Regions from separate parts of the Macaca mulatta genome. Here region 1 is linked to region 2. Evidence: chromatin contacts called from public Hi-C data. All regions are on one chromosome and are shown on one strand. Each heading gives the region's core, a stretch centred on a gene start, on an enhancer-like site or on the middle of the called end of the contact. The rest is flanking DNA. Distances are from core to core; before and after follow the strand shown.

Region 1 (3,095 bases), core at 500-2,999, 40 kb after region 2:
TGCACATTTCTTCAGTTTTACAGGGAATGCAGAAAGTGAATTAATATTAAACAGATATCTATTTGCCTTCACAACTGAACAGACGGTACAAAGCAACTGCTTATACTTAATCATGTTTCTGTCTATTCCAGCAGGCCCTGGTGTCAGGAGAACGTTCTGCCAGATAAGGACAATGAGATGCATTATTATATAGAGTGACTAAGAGCCCTACAAGTACTGTTTTAGAATGTAATTCCAGGCAGAAAGGCTGCGGTAAGAGGGCCTAATATTTTGTGATAACTATTTCCAAGAGTAAATATATTCGCCACCCAAGACCAGTTTATTAAACGCACACTACATTCAATTCTTTTCAAATGTCTTATAGGAGGGAAAAGCCTTTGTATCTTACTATGCCGGGGGAAATGAACAACTTGCAATTTGCTTCGCACTCTGAATCCCACGTTTGCAACATTTAGAGCAAGCACTTCAGACACCACAAAACAAGGGCAGCCTACATTACGGCCAAATATAGGATGTGTTTCTAAACCGTGATGCAGTAAAGCCTACGATTCCTTTTCCAGCGTTCAAAATTCTTTGAACACTCCCAAAAAAGGATGGCAGGGCCAGCGCCTCCCTCCAAGAGGAAGCCCCTTTCTTCTCGGCTCTCACCGCAGCCTGCCACTTCCCCCCACACATTCAAATCATTTGAGAGACGGAGAGCTGGGGAGCGTGCGCCGGTGGGGACAGGCGGGAGAGCTCGGTTTCTGCATTCCCACCCTCCACGTCTGACCTCATCCTCAATCATTTCGGCGCAGCGGGGCCCCACCTGCACCTCGCTCCCTTTTACTGCGTCCCTCGCCAGCTGCCCCGCTATTAGGGGAACACACCTCTGAATCACCCAGTTCACTCGGACGACAGTCTTCCGGCTTCGTTCCTCCCCTCCCAACCCCCAGCCAGTCCCAGCCCTCTGCTCCCTTGGCCAGGCTCAGCCTCTACCCAAGCCGCCCCCACCCACATTACTCCAGCTCCAGCCCTGCCCCGCCCTGCCTGACCCCCAACCGAGATCTGCAGGGCCCAGAGCTGGCCTCGCACCCAAAGCCAGGAAACCCGCAGGCCAGGCGGCCACCCTCGCCCCTCCCGACGCAGGGCCCAGCTCGCCTTGGCCCCACGTGAGCCCAGCCCCTGCCCGCCCCCACCCACTCGCTCCCTGGGGCGGCCCAAACCCAGTCCCCAGGCCTGAAGCCCCAGGGCTCTGCGCCTCGCCCGGAGCAGCCCTTCCCTCCCAGCACCTCTCCCGAGCAGGCGATCCCTGACCCCTAAAAGCCTTCCCTGGGCAGCCGCGTCCCACCTCGGCCGGCGGCTCCGCACCCGGCTAGGAGCGTTCCGGACCTCGAAAGCCTCCTCCCCACAGGGACCCTGCTTCACGCTTCCCACGCCACCTGGTTCGGTCCCCAACTCCGTTTCCCCGAGCCCCCGACAGCAGCCCCCAGCCTAACCCCTTGCACCCCAGCCCGTGAACCCGCGCCCCGCACGCCCACCCAGCCCTGTCCCCTCCACCCAGCCCTGCCCCTCGCCCCGCCGGCTCCTGTCAGCCCGCGCAGGCACAGGCTCAGAGGACAGGTCCGCCCGCCCGACTCGCTCTCAGGCTGCCCCGTCGGGCGCGCGCCGCTCACCCGGGCCGAGGTGCCTGAGGCGCCGCCGCCGAAGTCCCTGCTGCAAAGCAGGGCGAAGCCTCCAACCGCTGCCGCCTCCCGCCTGGCACTGAGCGCTGTGAGGGGGAGGGGCGCGGGCAGCCGCCCCCGCCCCCGCCACCGCGTGTAGGCCCCGCCCCCGCACCGCGCGGGGCCCAACCAGGGCTGCCGGGCTGCGGCACGCCACGCCCATTTCCGGGAGGGGAAGCCCGCTTCCCACCCCACGTTCCACGCCTTGCTACGCCCCCTCTGGTCGTGCCGAGGGATGCAGACGGTGCCCAAGCGCACGCCCAGCTCTCCAGTCATCTGAGTGGCCAGAGGGCCACGCCCACAGGCGCCTCTGAGCCACGCCCACTGCTCCTTAGACCCCGGAGCCGGGTTGTTAGAGCCCCGCTCACTGACCCGCTAGGCTCTGCGAGGCCACGTCCCCTAGCTCCTCAAAGATTCCCCCAGAATCCCTTAATACAGGAACATTAGCTCTTCTGAGCCCCGCGCACTGCCTATCCAAGTCCTTAAAGCAGCCTCCTGGTTCCCTAAGCCCGGCTGCCCTCCCACTGCTTCAGAACTCGCCCAGCAGCCTCACAAAGCCCCGCCCCGTCTTCCAGAAGCCCCGCCCAAGGACTGCAACCCTATTCCTAGCATCTCAAGCCCCGCCCACTGCCCGATCTCAACGTTTAAACCTCAAGCCCCGCCCCGAATTCGCGAATCCACGCCTCTGGCCCCCGAGGCTCCGCCCTGGCTCCGTCACACACTCCCACCACCTCCCCTGAGGACTGCCGAAGTTCCAGCCCTCCCTGAACCGTCCATTGTCACATTCCTAGTGCAGGGTGTCCGCCCCTGGGCTGGGCCACACCCACGTAACACCAAAGAGGGCCCGTGATTGACCCCATTTCGCAGGTGAGGGAATGGAAACTTCAGGGTTCCTCCCTTCCTTTCCCTGGCCGGAGTCCCTTAATAACTCGGCGGCCCGGGCCTGAAAGTCGGAGCACAGGAATTTGAGCCTCAGCTCTGCTGCCGTCAGACTGTGTGACCTGGGATAGTTCTCTTACCTCTCTGGGCCAGAGTTCCCTAATCTTTAGCATGAAGAAATTGTCCTGTTAATAGCCAAAATCCGTTTCTGAAATACTAAGCTCTGAAATACCGAGATTTGAGAAAACAGAGCCTGGGGAACCGAATTGACTGAGGGGTAGGGCTACTTGTTTCCCAAACAAGACATCTTTGCCATTCACAGGGGGATTTTTTTTATTTTAAGCGTCGGCCTCAGAAACGTGTGTTATTTAAATCAGGCTCGACCTGAACTAAGACAGCTATCACAGCAAATTCTCTCTTAGGGTCAGTTTCTTTATCTGTAAAATGGGGATAATAACAGCCCCTCCCTCACAGGGTTCCATGAGAGCATATTAGCAGCCATGATCATGGCATTAC
Region 2 (2,829 bases), core at 75-2,574:
GTAGAGACTTCACCTGCCTGTGAGTGAAAAACAGCAGTCTTTTTGGACAGAAGTGAAAATGCCAAACAAATAATTTTAGCATTGCAGATCCTCTCTAAAAACTAGGTTTAACACTGAATAGACCATATTTTAAAATCAATTAAGAACCTGAGGGAAGTTATTGTAAAACTACAAACATTTTATTATCAGAAAGCAAAAACACAGAAAAGTTAACATTTCCTTACTCCACCTTGCCCAAATATGCGATAGCAACCAGAGTAGCTGTATTTCCTAACTTCCTGACTTAAAGAATTTATAAAGTGAAAACCTAATACTTTCTGCTCATTATTGCACACAAGTAATTCCATATGATACTTCTGGGCTAAGAACAAATAAAAACTTGGAACCCAAGATGAGGCAGAATCTAGTTAAAGTAAAATTGAGCTGGAAAGCAAAAGTTGAAAAGCAAAAGAACTATAGATGTAAATGCAATATGGGAAATTAAAGCATTCAATATCAAATTAGAAAATAGAGAAACTGGTTGTCTAAGCCCTCATAGTAAGCAAATGACACTGGAGACTGATCTACTGAAACGCTCTGTGAATGCTGAAGAGCTCCAGGGCTAACCCTTCCCGTTGCAGCTCTGCACTGGTTTAATCCACAGGCCTCTGAATGAAAATCCACCCTCCTTGGAGATGAAAAATATAAAAATATTACAACCTTTTTTGGGGGGTGGGAGGCCAATGCCTTGGGCTCCATGATTCAGTCAGTTCACAAAAGCAAGAGGACTGTAGTATAGACTCAATTCAGCCAGCCAGAAATGAAACCCAAGTCACTGTTCCTCCAAGAAAGCAGACATGTTTTCCATCACACGCCCTCTCAGCTCAGCCTTCCCCGGACTCAACTCAGGTCCCATCCCTAACTGCCAAAGGTACTCAACTTAGCAGGAGCAGATGATTTGCTACATGTGGTTGTAAGGTGGCTTCTAGGTTGTAAGGTGGCTTCCATGACTGCAGAAATGTGTTCATGACACCTTCAGTTTATTTCAGAGTAATGTGTATTCAGATACCTTTCTTTACCAGAGAGATAGCAGCTTTCCCAGACTGGGGTTACCATGTTTACACAGTGAGGGCTTCGGCTGGCAGCAATTGCCGGCCTGCTTAGCACAGACAGGCGCACTCCACAAACCCAGGAAAGAGTTAAACGTTCTTTGCACTTGACTCAGTGGCTTCTCTTCACCACACACTCTCAGATCCCACCATTCTCTGAGCCACCCGTGCAGCCAATCAAAGCAAAGGAAGGAAATTATCCTGGCCGGCTGACAGCCACAGCGCTCTGATGGCCATATATGGTAAAAACCACTGTCAGAGCCCTGTCAGGCCTGCGGGCCGGCTGCTGTGGACATATCAGTGAACTGCAGCAGCAGGAGAAGCTGGCCAAGGAAACGCACAAAGGCTGCCTGCTCATCTCCAGGGGAGGGGGTGGGGTGGAAACCATCATCTGCCAGGGCACACACTTACAGTGAGTCACAGCCACTCACTGTCATCAAAAATAGCCCCGGGGTACATTGGGAAGTTCCTTCTGCCAGGACTTTGTGCTCCATTGTTAACTGGGAGTGAGCAGGGTGCCCACCCCACCCCTCTCAGCAAGACTGTGGAAAACACAGTCACAAGGAGAAAATGAAAAGGCCCTTCTGTGGCACTTCATGTGGTAATGAGGCCAGGCCGCGCTCGTGTGGCTGGCAGCTCGTGACATAATTTGGAAGTCATTGTTCTGCACCTGGTGCCCTCCCCCTGCATCCTCCCATCCCTCCCAGTCCTGTCCCCCAGCTTTTCACAGCCCATACACTTGGCAGTTGAAGGTGCTCCAGGCATCAGACAGAATCTATTTCAGGAGGCAGTGAATGGGCATCCCATGACATGACAGGACACTGGCCGGCTCCGAACAAAATCCTCTGCCCCTAACACCAAAGCTACCAAGTGCCAAACATCCACATCTGTACAAAGGGCTACCGGCACTGCCACTGTTGTCTAAAACAGAGTACCGCAATGTGTAGAAATGGAAATTGCCTGTCAGCAATGCACAGTAAGGCGGACATGCAGCCAATGCAAATCCAGCAGGTGCTGGCAGAGACTGCGGATCACACAGAAAAGCACCGTCAGGAGACTGCCATTCCCTCTCAAGTAGCCCATGAAAGAAGGCACTTATCAGCATGGCGCCTGGCACTTAAAGGAAGCCCGCAACAAATGTGAACTGCTGCAATTTCATCACTGCCACTGTGTCCTCACAAGGCATGGTATAGACCAAGTATTTTCCAAACCTAAGACAATTCTCTGAACTGACAGAATGAAAGACCTGACAAGTTACTGTTTTTGTTATTAAACTCTCTAATCCCAGAGAAAGAATGCAAAGGATTCAGTGTCCATTAGACTACAGGTTTTTTTTGTTTTTTTTTTTTTTTTGAGACAGAGTCTTGCTCTATCGCCCAGGCTGGAGTGCAATGGCATGATCTCGGCTCACTGCAACCTCTGTGTCCTATGTTCAAGCCATTTTCCTGTCTCAGCCTCCCGAGTAGCTGCGATAACAGGCATGTGCCACCATGCCCAGTTAATTTTTGTATTTTTAGTAGAGACGGGGTTTCACCATGTTGGCCAGGCTGGTCTCGAACTCCTGACCTCAGGTGATCCACCTGCCTCGGTCTCACAAAGCGCTGGGATTACAGGAGTAAGCCACCGTGCCCGGCTAGATCACAGATTCTATACCAAAAAAAAAAAAAAAAAAAAAATTGTTCACACTCAGAAAAAAAATTAAGAAAAATATACATGTACAAATCAAATAAGGATACAGCAA

What was found. Hi-C and Micro-C count contacts between places; a contact is called where the count stands out from the background.
Region 1: a Hi-C map of fetal cortex germinal zone shows a contact between it and region 2, with 2.9 times the contacts expected there. The contact joins the promoter of CORO1C here to the enhancer-like site in region 2. A contact is called at or near these places in 4 of 14 Hi-C or Micro-C datasets (blood, fetal cortex germinal zone, fetal cortical plate and 1 more).

Annotation. Positions count from the first base shown.
Region 1 is chr11:115,867,206-115,870,300 of T2T-MMU8v2.0, forward strand. It overlaps CORO1C (coronin 1C), which reads right to left and starts at 1,750. Exons shown (of 11, transcript NM_001265934.1): 1 at 1,653-1,750.
Region 2 is chr11:115,827,172-115,830,000 of T2T-MMU8v2.0, forward strand. The region is part of intron 2 of CORO1C (coronin 1C); the gene reads right to left. Among named protein-coding and RNA genes, the nearest start is that of CORO1C, 40 kb to the right of the region's middle. Within about 2 kb of position 1,325, at least 38 of the 40 cell types and tissues checked have an H3K27ac peak or open chromatin away from gene starts, as enhancers often do. A contact at or near this core is called in blood, fetal cortex germinal zone, fetal cortical plate and 1 more, where this site is marked.